2 separate regions of the Callithrix jacchus genome follow, and region 2 is linked to region 1. Evidence: chromatin contacts called from public Hi-C data. All regions are on one chromosome and are shown on one strand. Each heading gives the region's core, a stretch centred on a gene start, on an enhancer-like site or on the middle of the called end of the contact. The rest is flanking DNA. Distances are from core to core; before and after follow the strand shown. Region 1 holds the start of CIPC (CLOCK interacting pacemaker). Region 2 overlaps CIPC (CLOCK interacting pacemaker).

The links. A called contact is a pair of places that touch in the nucleus more often than the background predicts.
Region 2: a Hi-C map of skeletal muscle shows a contact between it and region 1, with 3 times the contacts expected there. The contact joins the enhancer-like site here to the promoter of CIPC in region 1. A contact is called at or near these places in 2 of 3 Hi-C or Micro-C datasets (both in skeletal muscle).

Annotation. Positions count from the first base shown.
Region 1 is chr8:111,952,265-111,959,076 of calJac240_pri, forward strand. CIPC (CLOCK interacting pacemaker) reads left to right here and starts at 5,209. Exons shown (of 4, transcript XM_035261140.3): 1 at 5,209-5,552. IRF2BPL (interferon regulatory factor 2 binding protein like) reads right to left here and starts at 6,447. Exons shown (of 1, transcript XM_009006378.4): 1 at 2,319-6,447. The coding sequence starts at 5,533. The coding sequence ends at 3,173.
Region 2 is chr8:111,992,600-111,999,171 of calJac240_pri, forward strand. All of the region lies in intron 1 of CIPC (CLOCK interacting pacemaker), which reads left to right. Among named protein-coding and RNA genes, the nearest start is that of IRF2BPL, 37 kb to the left of the region's middle. Within about 2 kb of position 2,187, at least 6 of the 16 cell types and tissues checked have an H3K27ac peak or open chromatin away from gene starts, as enhancers often do. A contact at or near this core is called in skeletal muscle, where this site is marked.

The DNA of each region.
Region 1 (6,812 bases), core at 3,959-6,458:
AGAGAGAGAGAGAAAGAGACAGAGAGAGAGAGAGAGAGAGCACGCACCTCCATTTAACAAGTGGCCCCTGGCTATGATAAACTTTAATTAACTGCACTATTATAATTCGCTTCCAGCCTGGGTTCCACCCCAACCCACTCTCTCCCTCCCACTCCCTCCCTTCTCTCCACACCCCCCCCCCCCATTTCTAGTGAGGTTTCCTCAGTGAAAGCAAACTGGCCTCCATGGCTGGATGCCTCATTATTACAGCTACTGCTTCTACTGTTCATAATAGCACCCAGCAACAAGAAGGAAAGAAACGATGCTGTTTTCGCTGCTTAATGACGGCCCCCCTTTCCTACCTATGTGCACTAGTAATCAAGGGGCTTGTAATCCTGAAAGTTCCTGAGCATAATACCATTGCGATGAAGAGACAGTTGTAGGCTGGAAGGAGCGGCTGTGCACAGAGACCGGTAACAGGGCCAACTCCCAGCTGGAGCCACCAGACACAACTCATAAGATCCACACCCAGACAGGTGATACACATGTCTAAATTCATATGCACCATGCAATGCTATGGCTGCACCCACCGCTCCTTCCTTCAATGATGGTTACATTGTACCCATGACACTGTATTCTCAGGCTATTGAGCTTTACCCATTTTAAGAGTATGTGCCTTGGGAGTGGGAGTTGGGAGCATCTTAGAGGATCTTCCAGGCATAACATGCTTGGTTTTTATTAATAAGCTTATGCAAAAAGCCAACCCAGACCTTTAAGTGAAATGTGTGATTGGTAGCCAGGCGAGGATGGGTTTTGGAATTAACTCTTCCTACAGTCTGCTACGCATTATCACCCCAAGTTAATTACCCCTGCGGATGAAAATAGGTTTCATGACTCATAAGCACCAATACAACACTTGGCAGCAGATGAAAATGCAAGGACACATTTGCAGGAAGCTGACATGAATATCTGTATGTGGGGAGATTCTTAAAAAGGTGAGACAGGCACCTCCCATGTACCAGGATTAAGAGGCTGCAGCAGATCCATTAATATTGTCACTTATCCACACCCACAAACACACACGTGCGTGCGCATGCACACGCACAGTCCTGGTTTCTACCACTTCAGTGATGGCAGTGGCAAAGCAGGAACAGAAACTAAAAGGGTGTTATTAACAAGTCCCGACACCAGCCCAACCTCCACACAGGAGTTCTGGGCGAACCAGTGGTTTGTTTCTCCCCAAACGTGCCTGCACCCATCCCCACCTCGCAGTCCTCCCACTCCTTTGATGGGAGTGGAGTGGAGGCTCCAAGTTTCTTATAGTCAGTCCTTCACCCTCGGAGGACACCATCGGGGCCAGGACCCCGCCCAGGAATGAGGTGTGGCCAGGAATCAATGTGACTGGATCACCGGGTTCTGTTTTGTTTCCTCCCTCCTGTTTTCTGCTCTTCTATTTGCCTCCCAGGAAAGTACAAGGTTCAGATCAGGTTTGTTTGCCTTCCCCTACCTCTGGAAGGACTCCAGGCTGCTCTCAGCCCATGGGGCTCTGCTCTAAAGGGCATTAGTCTTCTGTCCCCTTCCCCACCCCTCTGCACCTCACAAACGCCGACAAAAGCTGACTAGATGAATAACTGCATTGCTTCACCAGCACGAATGGATTTTTATTTGGTGTCGGAAGTAAACCTTTACTTCAGGAACTGGATTTGGGGTTTCCCCCATCTTCCTCATCGTCGGAAACCCTCTGATTAACTCTTACATCTTCTGTCTTTAGAAAATTTTTAGAGGAAAGAAAACAACGTCATGAATGAGGTGAAAACTGCTTTTCCAAGACACCAGCCTGAAGCTACTGCTGACTCTCCAGGCTAAGTGTATGCTCCCAGCTCTGTGACACTTTTGTTTTAAATATGCAAAGACTGAAGTCTGTCATCTCTGAGAGGCAAAGCACCTAGCTTTTTCCCTACACTTTTCCCCCACTCGTCAAGTCACCAGCTGCATTGAATGTCAGCCTATATTCACGGCCACAGGGCGAGGCACCAAAAAGCATTCCTGACAATGCCATTTGCAGCTGGGCCCGCATCCGGGGGAAAATAGAGATGCTGAAGAGTAAACCGAAATTGCTTAGTCAGCAACTGTCGCCTCCCCAAGAGGTGAATGTAAATAGCCTGGTACTGAGGGGGAGGGGCAGCCAGGCAGCTCAGGGCCTTTCCCACAGGCCAGCTCCCAGGGCTTTCAAAGGCACTAGGATTTTCGTTCTGTATTGGAGGTAGGGAGGGTGTCCCTTACGTCGGAGTTGTGTGGCCTTAGCCCTAGAAAGACAAACTTGCTGACTCGGCGCAGAATTAATATCAATTGAATTTATTACAAGTTACTAAGCTCCAAGGCACATTACAGTGTTCTGTTAACTACAGAAATGTATAAAGGACAAACAGAGCAGATTCTCCATGTCTAGCATTTCGCTCTACTGTTCAAAAGCATCCGTGCATCAAGAAAGCAAAAACAAAACAACACGTGTAGATCCAACACATTCAGGTCAGTAGAAACAAACCAAAGCATTTTCCCCTCACAAACTTGCAACAAAAAACACCCCGTCCCCCCCACACCCCCCTTACCATTTTGCAAACAAAACAGAAAAACGAAACAAAAACAGAACAAAATAAAGTGAAGACTTCAACACTTGGGGCAGTTTAGAAGGAAGCTTTCACCATTTTATAGCATCATTTTTTTTTTTTTTTTTTTTTTTTTTTTTAGGCAGCAACACTGGCCTTGGCAAAAAAAAAAAAAAAAAAAAAAGTCTTTTTCTTGTGTCTGTTTCTCCTTTCAGAGAGTGCATAACATTTACAAAAATACACACCAGCAGCAGTCGTTGCTAAGGGCTATTAATTCTGTACCTAGGCAAACATTCTGCCACCAAATAAATGCTAACGAATATGATGCAAACGACCCAACCAATATGATACTGCTTAACACAAACCAGCTTATCCTTCAAATGAAGAAGTTACATACCTTTGTTTCAAAATATAGAAACATACGACGAAAATAATGTCTATACATAAGACTAACTTTTTGCAGTTTTGTTATATTCACAATTCTACATCTTGGGGGTGAGGGAAGGGAAGGTCGAGGTGGGTGGGGGTGGGGCCCTCAGGATTGGAGAGGAGCTGGTCTGGGGCAAAGGAGGTGGCTGCCCGGTGGTTCAAGGGTCTCTCTCCTTTTTCACTTTAACATCCCCAGCTAAGATAGTCGCGATTTCGCCTTGCATGAAGGCCCAAGGTACATTCGACCCGACTAGGGGGCATTTCTCTCCGCTGGGGCAATACACCTCGCCGGTGGCCCCCTGGGCCTTGATACTCTCTCTAGAGCAAGGGAAGCAAAATTTGTGGCTGGGGACGGATGGGCACTGAACGAAATGCGTGTCCTCCAAACGTTCGTGGCAAATGGTGCAGCAGAGGGGTCCGCTGTTGGCCATGGGGGAATCCGGAATGTTCTGGGGATGCACTTGGTCCATGCCCGGATGGGCGCTAGGCGGCGGGGGCGCCACCTGTAAATTCAGGTCCCCGTTACGTGATGCCAAGCGGCGCTGGCCCGGCACGGAGGCCGGCGAGACTGGGCTGCTGCTGTTGCGCCGCGCGGACGCAGTGGTAGAGTGCACGGAACTGCCATCCTTGGGCGAGTGCGCAGTGCCCAGAGTATCTGCCACCGACATGAGGGCAGCCATGGGGGATGGACCGTTCTGGGGGGCTGACTCAGGTGGGGTGGTCCGGTTGGAATGGGGTCCCAGAGGTGGGGGCGGCGGAGGCGGACCCCCTGTCGCGTGCCCCGGCGCCGCGAAGCCCCCGGCGGACATGGTGAGCTTCAGCGCCTCGCTCTGGTTCGCCATCCACTGCTGCCTCTGCTGCTCCTCACCCAGCTTCAGCGCGCCCTCGGCTGGGTCCGGGGGCTCGGGAGAGGCCTTCCTCTTGCGCAGGCTGGCGGCTGCGCCCCGGCCCGAGGTCGCGGTGGACGGCAGGGCCCCGGTACCCGGGGGTGCGCTAGGGGCGCGGCTCAGACTCACCAGTGCTGTGGGTAGCATGGGGCAGCTAGCGTCCAGGTAGGGCTGGGGCAGCATGTCGGCGCCAGGCACGCCCTCCTTGAAGAAGCGCACGGCCTCGGGCAGCAGGTCCCCAAGCAGGCGCCAGTCCCCGGAGCCGTGCTTCTTTTCGTACTCCAGGTACTTGAAACCCGAGGACAGGCCCCGGCCGAAGTCCTTCATGCAGTCCTGGTACATCTGCTTGGCCACACCAGACGCACTGGAGTACACGTTGCCCGAGCCCGTGGGGTACTCAATGAACAGCTTCAATTCGTAGTCCATGCCGGGCTTGGAGACGGCGTCGAAGGCGAAAACGCGGCCCAGCAGCGAGTGGTCCTTCTTGAAGCGAACCTCGTAGGGCGTACAGCCCGCCAGCGTGAGCAGCGTGTCTCGGACCATCTTGGGCTTGTTGGCCCACTCCTCGGCGCGGTTGCGCAGGCTCTCGCTCAACTCGGCCAGGGCCTCGGCGTTGCGCTGCTTCTCCTTCAACTCGCGCTCCTGGTCCATGCTCGATACCGAGCCGGGCCTTTTGCCACCAGCACCCACGCCCACCTCCGCCACCGACGAAGAGGTCGAAGACGACGCGGACGACGTGGCCGATACACCCGGGTTACCCCCGAGACAAGCGGGGCCCCCGGGAGCCCCTGGGGGAGCAGGCGTCGGGGGCCCACGGCTGCCTAGCGCATGAGGCGGGGGTGGGGGGAGGACCGCGGCGCTGGCCGGGCCGTTAAGCAGTGTCTGCGGTAGCAGGTTGGGGGGCACGGTGAGCTGGGGACCTCCGCCACCCCCCGGATTGGGCAGCCCCGTCACCAGCCCACCGTGCGTCCCACGCCGGGACGCCACCGATGCCGCCGCTGAAGAAGAGTTGGGGCTCTGGCGATTCAGCTCTGGGGGTCCCTCCTCCGGTGCTGGTTTGGGGAAGCCGTTTGGGCCCCCCAGGCCGTTGGGCAGCCGCGCGGCGTGGCTGCTGCTTCCCAGGCTCACCGGCGGTGGCGGGTACTCGAAGCGGCTGCGCTGTTCCACGGCGGCGGCGGCGGCGGCGGCGGCGGCTGCGGCCGCGCTCAGGCCATAGCGCTCTAGGCCAGACGGGGCCGCCAGCACCGCAGGTTTGCTGGGACCATCTACGTGGTTGAGCTGCTGCTGTTGCTGCTGCTGTTGCTGCTGCTGTTGTTGTTGCTGCTGCTGCTGCGCGGCGGCCGCCGCCGCTGCCGCCGCTGCCGCGGCCGCTTCCTTAGCCGACAGGGCCACCGTCTTGACCCCGACGGGCGGCGGCGGCCCGGGGGAGCGGCCGTCCTGGAAGCAGCCGTGCGCCCGCTTCAGCTGGCGCGCGGTCTCGATCACGAACTCGATGCGATCGGCGCCCTCGTAGTTGACGCAACCGCGGCATACGGGTTCCGAGAAGTCCCAGATCATGGCCCAGGGCATGCGGGGCAGGTCGCACAGGTAACAAGATTGTCTCCGGGACGAGGACACCTGCGCCGCCGACATGATGCCTGCCCTGGGGAAGGTAGGCCCCCGCCCGGGCTGTCTCTGCGGCGCCTTCTCCTCCGGGAGGACTGGCCGGCTGGGGAGGGAGTCCGACTGCGGGGGAGGGAGGAGGGGGGCGAGAAAGTTCTGCCCCAGGGGCTGGAGGGCGCGCGAGTCTCCACCGCCGGCGCAGCGCCTCGCCGTGGGGCTCCACTGACCGGGCGGAGGACGGGTTCAGCCCGCTCTTCGCCCCCACCTCCTACTGCGGATGTCTCGTCGCGAGGGGAGCTCAGGAGCCTTCTTCCTGGTGCCGCGGACTTGGGCTGGAAGCTCCGGGCCCGAGGGGAGGGGGCGAGGGTGCCCGGTGCTGGCCGCCGTTGCCTCTTGGCCCCCTCCCCGGAGTGGCGGGTGCGTGGAAGCTCGAAAGGGGATGTCTCTTCCTTTCCCCGGGGGCCCCCCTACGAGCTGCGTCCTCTCCCCGACGGGCCCCCTGGGGCGAGGGCTAGAGAGTTCAGTGCCACCCGCTGCCCGGGTCCAATCTTGCTGAAGCCGCTGCTTCCCCGGAGGGCCGGGGGAGGGGGTGGTAGCCGAGAAAGGACCTTCTCCCCTCCGTGGCGTCGGCCGTTCCGCTGGCAACGGCTGGGTTTGCACCCAGGAGGGAGCCGCCGCGGCCACTGCTTCCAGGACGCACGAAAGCAGAGGAGAGGAGGGCACGCACGCAGGCTCCCGCCGCCCCCAGGCCTGGCCGGCGCCCGGGCCGCCGCGGCTGGCGGCGCTCACGTTGGCTGCAGGGCGCTCGCGCGGCGCCTCGGCCCGGGTCGCATCCCTTCCCGCTCGTGCTCGCGCTCGCCCGGAATGTGGGGTTGTGATTGTTACTCTACGTTCCGGAGGCGCGTCTCGGCGCTCCTGCTCCGGCTGCGGCTCGCGCTGTCCCCGGCTTGGCCGCGCGGGATGCCGCCCGGGCGGAGCGCTGACGTCACCGCCATGCTCTGCACCAGTTCTCCCCCCCTTTACACTTCCTCTGTGGAGCCCACTTGTTGCTCGGGAAAGGCGCATGCGCGGCAGGACGCCCAGATTCCTCCCAGCCGGCCCCTCCTCCGCGCCTCCGCCCTCCCCTCCCCCTCGCCGTGTGTGTACAACAGCTGAGGCCCGGCGAGCTAATGCTGGAAGTCCAGAGCTGGGGGTGGAAATTAAACAGATGATGACCTTTCCTTTCCCTGCCCGGCATTCCCAAGTAAAAACGCATTTAAGAACCAGTAGCGTCGCTTCCGATCCCTGCTCCCCACCCCCAAGCCCTGGC
Region 2 (6,572 bases), core at 937-3,436, 37 kb after region 1:
CAGGAAGCACTAGTCAGACAATGAATTCCTTTGCTGGGAAAGTGCCTTAGTCCTCAATGCCGAGAAAGGAACCCAGGAGGGAAACTCCTCCTTATCCTCAAGAAGCCTGTCAAGGGGCCTGTGGGGCCAGTTTCCCCTTAGATCAGTGCTAGCAAGGGACATTTTCTGCTGAGTAGAGGGTTGGTAGAGGTAGCTTCTACCCTACTCAGGAGGCAACCCTGAAACAGACACAGTGCCTCAAAGGCCCTGCGTGGCAGAAGGCACGTATCACTGCGGAGAGAGCTGGCTGGGGGTCGTCAGTGTGAGTTGCTGGAGCTAGGCTTGTTGCACAGGAAGGACTGGCTGCTGGTTCCTTAGCTGAGCCTGGACAGGCTGGGTGTGGCCATACCTGCTTGCTGGAGGTGTTAGCCCAGAAACACATCAAAATGGGTGACAACCAAACAGCCCCCCCAGACTCAGAGTCGAGAGGCATTTATGGGGTACCTACCATGTGCTAGACATTGTATGAGGCCCTCTCAAGGGTGTTAGCTCCCTCGTAAAGCTCCCAAGTTTGCAGATCCCTCCTCCATCATCCTGTCTACAAATACGGATTGACTGTTAGTTCAGGCTCGGTGCATCAGGACTCAGGGGCGAACAGGACAGATGTGGTATTCTCAGGGGCAACACAGCAGGGAAGACAAAGGAATACACATGTGCCAGATAAGGGGCTGTTGGTTGTTTTAGGGCCAACTATGAGGGCTCCCAGTGCTTTGTATCAAGAATGACTTCCTTTTATTTATTTATTTTTGAAGTGGAGTCTTGCTCTGTCACCAAGCTGGAGTACAGTGGCGCAATCTCGGCTCACTGCAACCTCCTCCGCCTGGGTTCAAGCGATTCCCCTGCCACAGCCTCTCGAGTAACTGGGATTACAGGCATGCATGAGCCACCACACCCAGCTAATTTTTTGTATTTTAGTAGAGACGGGGTTTCACCATGTTGGCCAGGATGGTCTCGATCTCCTGACTTTGTGATCTGCCCACCTCGGCCTCCCAAAGTGCTGGGATTACAGGCGTGAGCCACCTCCCTCCAAGAATGACTTCCTTTTTAAGGGTCTCTTGTAGTGAGAAAGAAATCAAGAGAAACCATAATTGGCTTGAGAGACTCAACATTGGCTTTGCCCACAGTTACTATTGAACACCACAGTAGAACTTGCTGGTAGCTGAGCACACGCAGGGCACAGCCACTAGACAGCGTGCTTATCCATCTCACTTCTTCCTCTTTCCAGCCATCCCGCCTCTCCATAATGTTTTTCACAAGATGATCAGAGACCCAGAGACCTGAAGAAAAAGGGGACAATGGGGATTGGAGGCCATAGGCTTTAGGGAAAGGTAGGGAGCAAAAAACAGAGCATTTGCAAAGCCCTGTCCCTGTTACTTTCCTCCCCAGTCTCCACCACCCAACTGGCATGTGAACTTCTTCCTGTATACAGCTCTGAGCAAAGCACCATATGGCAGTTTCATCAGGCCCACGGCCTGGTTTCCATCCAGCCCACTCTAATTTCCTCCCAGCCGTGGATCTGCAGAAGAACCCATCCTGTGGAAGGAGCTCGGAGGAAGAAAAAGAACAATAACAGTAAAGACGTACAGAGCACGAACCACAGCAGGGAGCTGTTCTGATCGTGTGTATGATGCGTGCAACAGCCCTAGCAATCATCACTATTAGCATCCCCATTTTATAGATGAAGAAACTGGGAGACAGATGTTCCGAGACATTCTCAAGGTCACATGGCTAGTGATGACAGAGCTGGGATGGGAGCCATGTTAACCATCAGATTTCGCTGACTCGCTGTCATAGGAAACCCAATCTTGACTAAACGATGTTGGCAGGAAGGGCTAAGAGCTTGGAAGAAGGGGTCCTCCTGATCTGGCTGGGACAGAGTGATGCCAGCAAAAAAGGGCAGTGAATCCATGAGGAGGGGAGGGGAGGGATGGGGTCAAGGCCTGGCTGACCTGACTCCAGCAAGCAGGGTCTGAGCTCCATAACTGGAGGTGTCAGGGAAGCATACAGAGGACTGGGAAGCAAGAAGATCCCTGGAGGGGCCCCTGCAGAGTAGTGGTCAGGGAGGGCTGGGGAGCCCCCAGGAGCCCTGGGAGCTTGTCCCTCTTTGGACTTCCTTCCGTGGCTAGGTTCTCTGCTCATCAGCAGTAAAGGGTAAGCATCCTCTCTGAACCCTGCGGAGCAGCAAGGCTGCACTGAGGCATCGTAGGAATGAGCGGCCCTGGGTGTGGAAGGACCTGGGTACGGGTCTCAGCTCCATATCTTCCAGCTGTGTGGCCAGGTCACACCTGTCACTCCCAAGTCTGTGAGCCTCATCTATAGGGCGGTCAAGGGATGTGAATAGGCTGAAGTATCAGGAAACCAACAGGGCTCCTCGCACAGAAGAGATGTATTGTCCATGATCATGCCCCCGGCCCCCATTCTTCCTTCTAGAACAAGAAAGAAGTAAAGGATCCCCGGGCAGTGGAGGCTGGACCCTTGGTAGGCTTGGCAGCCACACAATCTCTAGAATAGAAGGGCTCCTTCCACAGAGCAGAGTCCTAGAGGGTCATAGCTGTTGCCCTAGGCCTGGCAGGACAAGGGAGGCAGGGCCAGGCCAGATAGAGAGTTAGAGGACCCTAGGTTGGCACTGTGGACTGTCGTGCCCTGGCTCCTTTAGGATTCACAGGCCAGAGTGGTGGATATAGCCTAGTCCTCACTGCTGGAGACCCCACACCACAGTGGAGTCTGCACCAGGTGCACAGGCAGGAGGCAGAGCCATGCTTGCCCCTTTCTGGCTCCCTGGGATGCTAGAGGTAGCATCCTGCCAGCAAGCTGGTGGGTGCAAGAAGAAGGAGCTTTATTTAATGTAGCTACACCCCTTCTTCCCCCTCAGCTTTTGGGCTCCTTCCCCTGCTGCCGACCCACATGAGGGGCTTCTCACCCCAAGGCTCCCTGTATAGTGTCCCCTGGATGACCTGGCCACCAAAGTCCCACACTCAGATCACAAGGCCAGGATGTGCATAGGATGCTTTGGGCCTTCCAGTGCAGCAGGGACCTTTTGATGTGGGTCCAGGCAATGCCCAGCTCTCCTGCCTGGGGCTCCTTCTTGGAGAGTAAATGGGAAGGAACTTTGGAGGGAGCTGCTCTCTGCAGGAGATGATTAAAAAATGGGAATTTGGGGAGGGCCCTGATGGATGAGGGAGTCAGGCAACAAGCAAAGAAGAAAGGAGGGAAGTTTCTTTTTCTTTTTTTATTTTTACACATTATTTTTCCCTGCCTAGGGAAAAAAAGGTGAGCACAGAGGTAAAGAGAGAAGAAAAGTGAGCTGTGTGTGGTGGCTCACGCTTGTAATCTCAGCACTTTAGGAGGCCGAGGCAGGTGGATCACTTGAGGTCAGGAGTTTGAGACCAGCCTGGCCAATATGGTGAGACCCCATCTCTACTAAAAATACAAAAATTACCTGGGTGTGGTGGTGCATACCTGTAGTCCCAGCTACTCAGGAGGCAGAGGCGGGAGAATCGCTTGAACAGGGAGGTGAAGGGTGGAGTGGGCTGAGATCATGCCACTGCACTCCAGCCTGGGCAACAGAGCAAGACTCAGTTTCAAAAAAAAAAAAAGAAAAAGAAAAATGAAAGGTTTCTTTTGTGTCTAGTATCTCTGCTTTCCCCAGCAATAACCTATATGAGCAGTTTGCTCTGTATCATCCCAGACTATTTCTGGGCATTTACATGCATAATACATGCACATACCCAGGGGGACGATGTCAAGATCTTTGTCTCGCTTTGATTTTACATGAAGAGGATCGTGCTGACCACACTGCTTTGCAACTTTCCCCACAACTGTATATCCTGGACATTTTCTCATGTCAACAAATATAGAACATCCTCTTTTTTTTTTTTTTTTTTTTCTTTTTCTAGAGATGTGGTCTCACTCTGTTGCCCAGGCTGGAGTGCACTAGTGCAATCATAGCTCACTGCAACCTCAACCTCCTGGGCTCATGCAGTCCTCCTGCCTCAGCCTCATGAGTAGCTGGGACTACAGGTGTGCACCACGACACCTGGTGATCCTCATTCATTTTTTTTTTAACCTCTACCTAATATTCCATAAGTGGCTGTAACATGGTTGATTCAACCACGCTTCTCCCACTCAGGGTCCCAGCTCTAGGGGGCATGGGTCAAAAGATTTTCACGGTAAATGGTGCCTCTGCACAATTCCAGGGGATGCCATCCACACCCAGAATGCGGCAGCTCTGCCAGATGAACAGATAAGGCGGCTCCAGTTTCTGCCATGCAAACAATTCTGCACCGAGCATGCTCACCCGTCTCTTTGTGCACATGTGTGCATGGTTCTCCAGGCATTGATGCTTCAGGATGGAGCTGGCGGGGCATGCGTCCTACATTTCAGGGACCCTGCCATGGTGTGGGAGGACAGCCTAGGGTTCCTAAGCCCCCTCAGCCTCTGCTGAACCAGGTTGCCGAGCATACATCCATCATGTGGCTGCTGGCTGGGCCGCTGCTTCCAGGAAATCGATTGCAAAGACCTGCAATTGTCAGTGGCTCACACACTGGAGGCCATCCAGGGAGTAGATTAAATTGTGTGAGAAAATCGTACAGGGCTCAAGACTGATTATAATGGAGACTCCTTGGTGATCCTTCTGGAGAATTTAAAAGAACATAGGCAGACACACTCTCACCCTTGCTCACCCACCCACTAGCCCACCTGCCAGGAGCATAGCCCCCTCTGCCCTTGGAGAAGCCTTGCCTCATTAGCAGGCAGTGGGAGGCCTGGTCCGGGGCCCAGGCTGCCCGTGCACATGGCAAGGAGGCCAGCTGGGGCACCTGCTTCCCTGCAGCGTGGACCAGGTCGACCGTCAGGCTTTAGCTGCTCAAGGCCACTGAGCCCCCTTCTCCTCCATGCCAGCCCTCTTCTGCTTCCCCTGCAGGTATCACTGCAGCCCCTGCCTGCTCTGCACCCCAGGAGGAGTGGGACTGCTTCAAGGGCAGCCTGGAGGAAAGAGGCTTGGTGCGAACAAACACAACATGTTCCTTAACCAGGAAGGCGACTGGAGTCTTTACCTGGTTTCAAAGCAGTGAAGCCTAGAGGCCCCATCCCTTATTCTTTATTAGGATTGCCCTTTGACCCCAACCTCCCAGTTCCTTCCTCTCCAGATCCCCAGCCATGCATACCCCAATCTGGCCCTGCAAAGAATACCCAGCCACAGTTGTGAACTTGGGCAAACACATGAATTTTCTTTTTTTTTTTTTTGAGACAGAGTCTTGCTCTGTTGTCCAGGCTGGAGTGCAGTGGCGTGATCTCGGCTCACGGCAACCTCCGCCTTCCCGGTTCAAGTGATTCTCCTGCCTCAGCCTCTGGAGTAGCTGGGACTATAGGTATGCACCACCACACCCAGCTAATTTTTTTATTTTTAGTAGAGACGGGGTTACACCATGTTGTCCAGGCTGGTCTAAAACTCCTGACCTCATGATCTGTACACCTCAGCCTCCCAAAGTGCTAGGATTACAGGCGTGAGCCACTGCGCTCAGCCTTTTTATTTTTATTTTTTAAAAGACAGGGTTTTCCTCTGTCACTCATTCTAGAGTGCAGTAGTGTGATCATGGCTCACTACAGCCTTGACCTCCCCTGCTGAAGCAATCGTCTTGCCTCAGACTCCCATGTAGCTGGGACCACAGGTACACACTACCATGCCTGGCTAACTTTTGTATTTTTTGTAAAGATGGGGCTCTCTCACCATGTTGCCCAGGCTGATCTCGAACTCTTGGCCTCAAGCAATCCTCTCGACTCCCAAGGTGCTAGGATTAATAGGCTTGAACTCCCAGACATGAGCATGGTCAGCACATTCATTTTCTATACACAGCTGTCTCCCAGCTCTCCAGGCCAACTTACCTGGTGATAATACAAATAGCTAAGCTGCTGTGGACTGGGCAGTGTGCCACATGCTGTATGTATATTACTTACCTTACTTAGCTTTCAGAAACTCTATGAGGTGGGTACCACTATTATTTACAGGTGAGGAAATGGAGGCTCAGAGAGGTTACGTAACTTGACCCAGGCCACACCACTGGTAAGCGCCAGAGCCAGCCCCTAGAGCCTGTGTGCCGAGCCACTGTGCTACACTGACTCCCACTTAATTCTCTCTTCTGGGTTGTCCCAGACCAGGTTCAGCTGGCCAATTTCCCAAGGCCACCTCTCACAGCACCTGGAGCCTTGCAGGTTCCTGGAGGACCCTCACACCTCCTTCCTGCCCTTCTGATTCTCCAACTCCCTTTTTAGCAGACCCAGCCCCACTCTGGGGCACCCTGTCTTCCCAGGACCTCTCGTAACAGCCAGCCACTCTGGCTGCCAAGGACCATGGGACCCCTCTGGGTAGCGCCTCCCTACCTGGGCCCAGATGGGTATGGATTTCTTTCTGGGCATTGCCCTGGCCAGAAGGCGCGGTGGGAGAGGCAGGCCCACATTTCAGAGGGGCTTGCTGCCCCCATGTGGCACAAGGCTGTAGCAGCGGCAGCCTCCTCTCCCTCCCTCCTGCTGCCGCT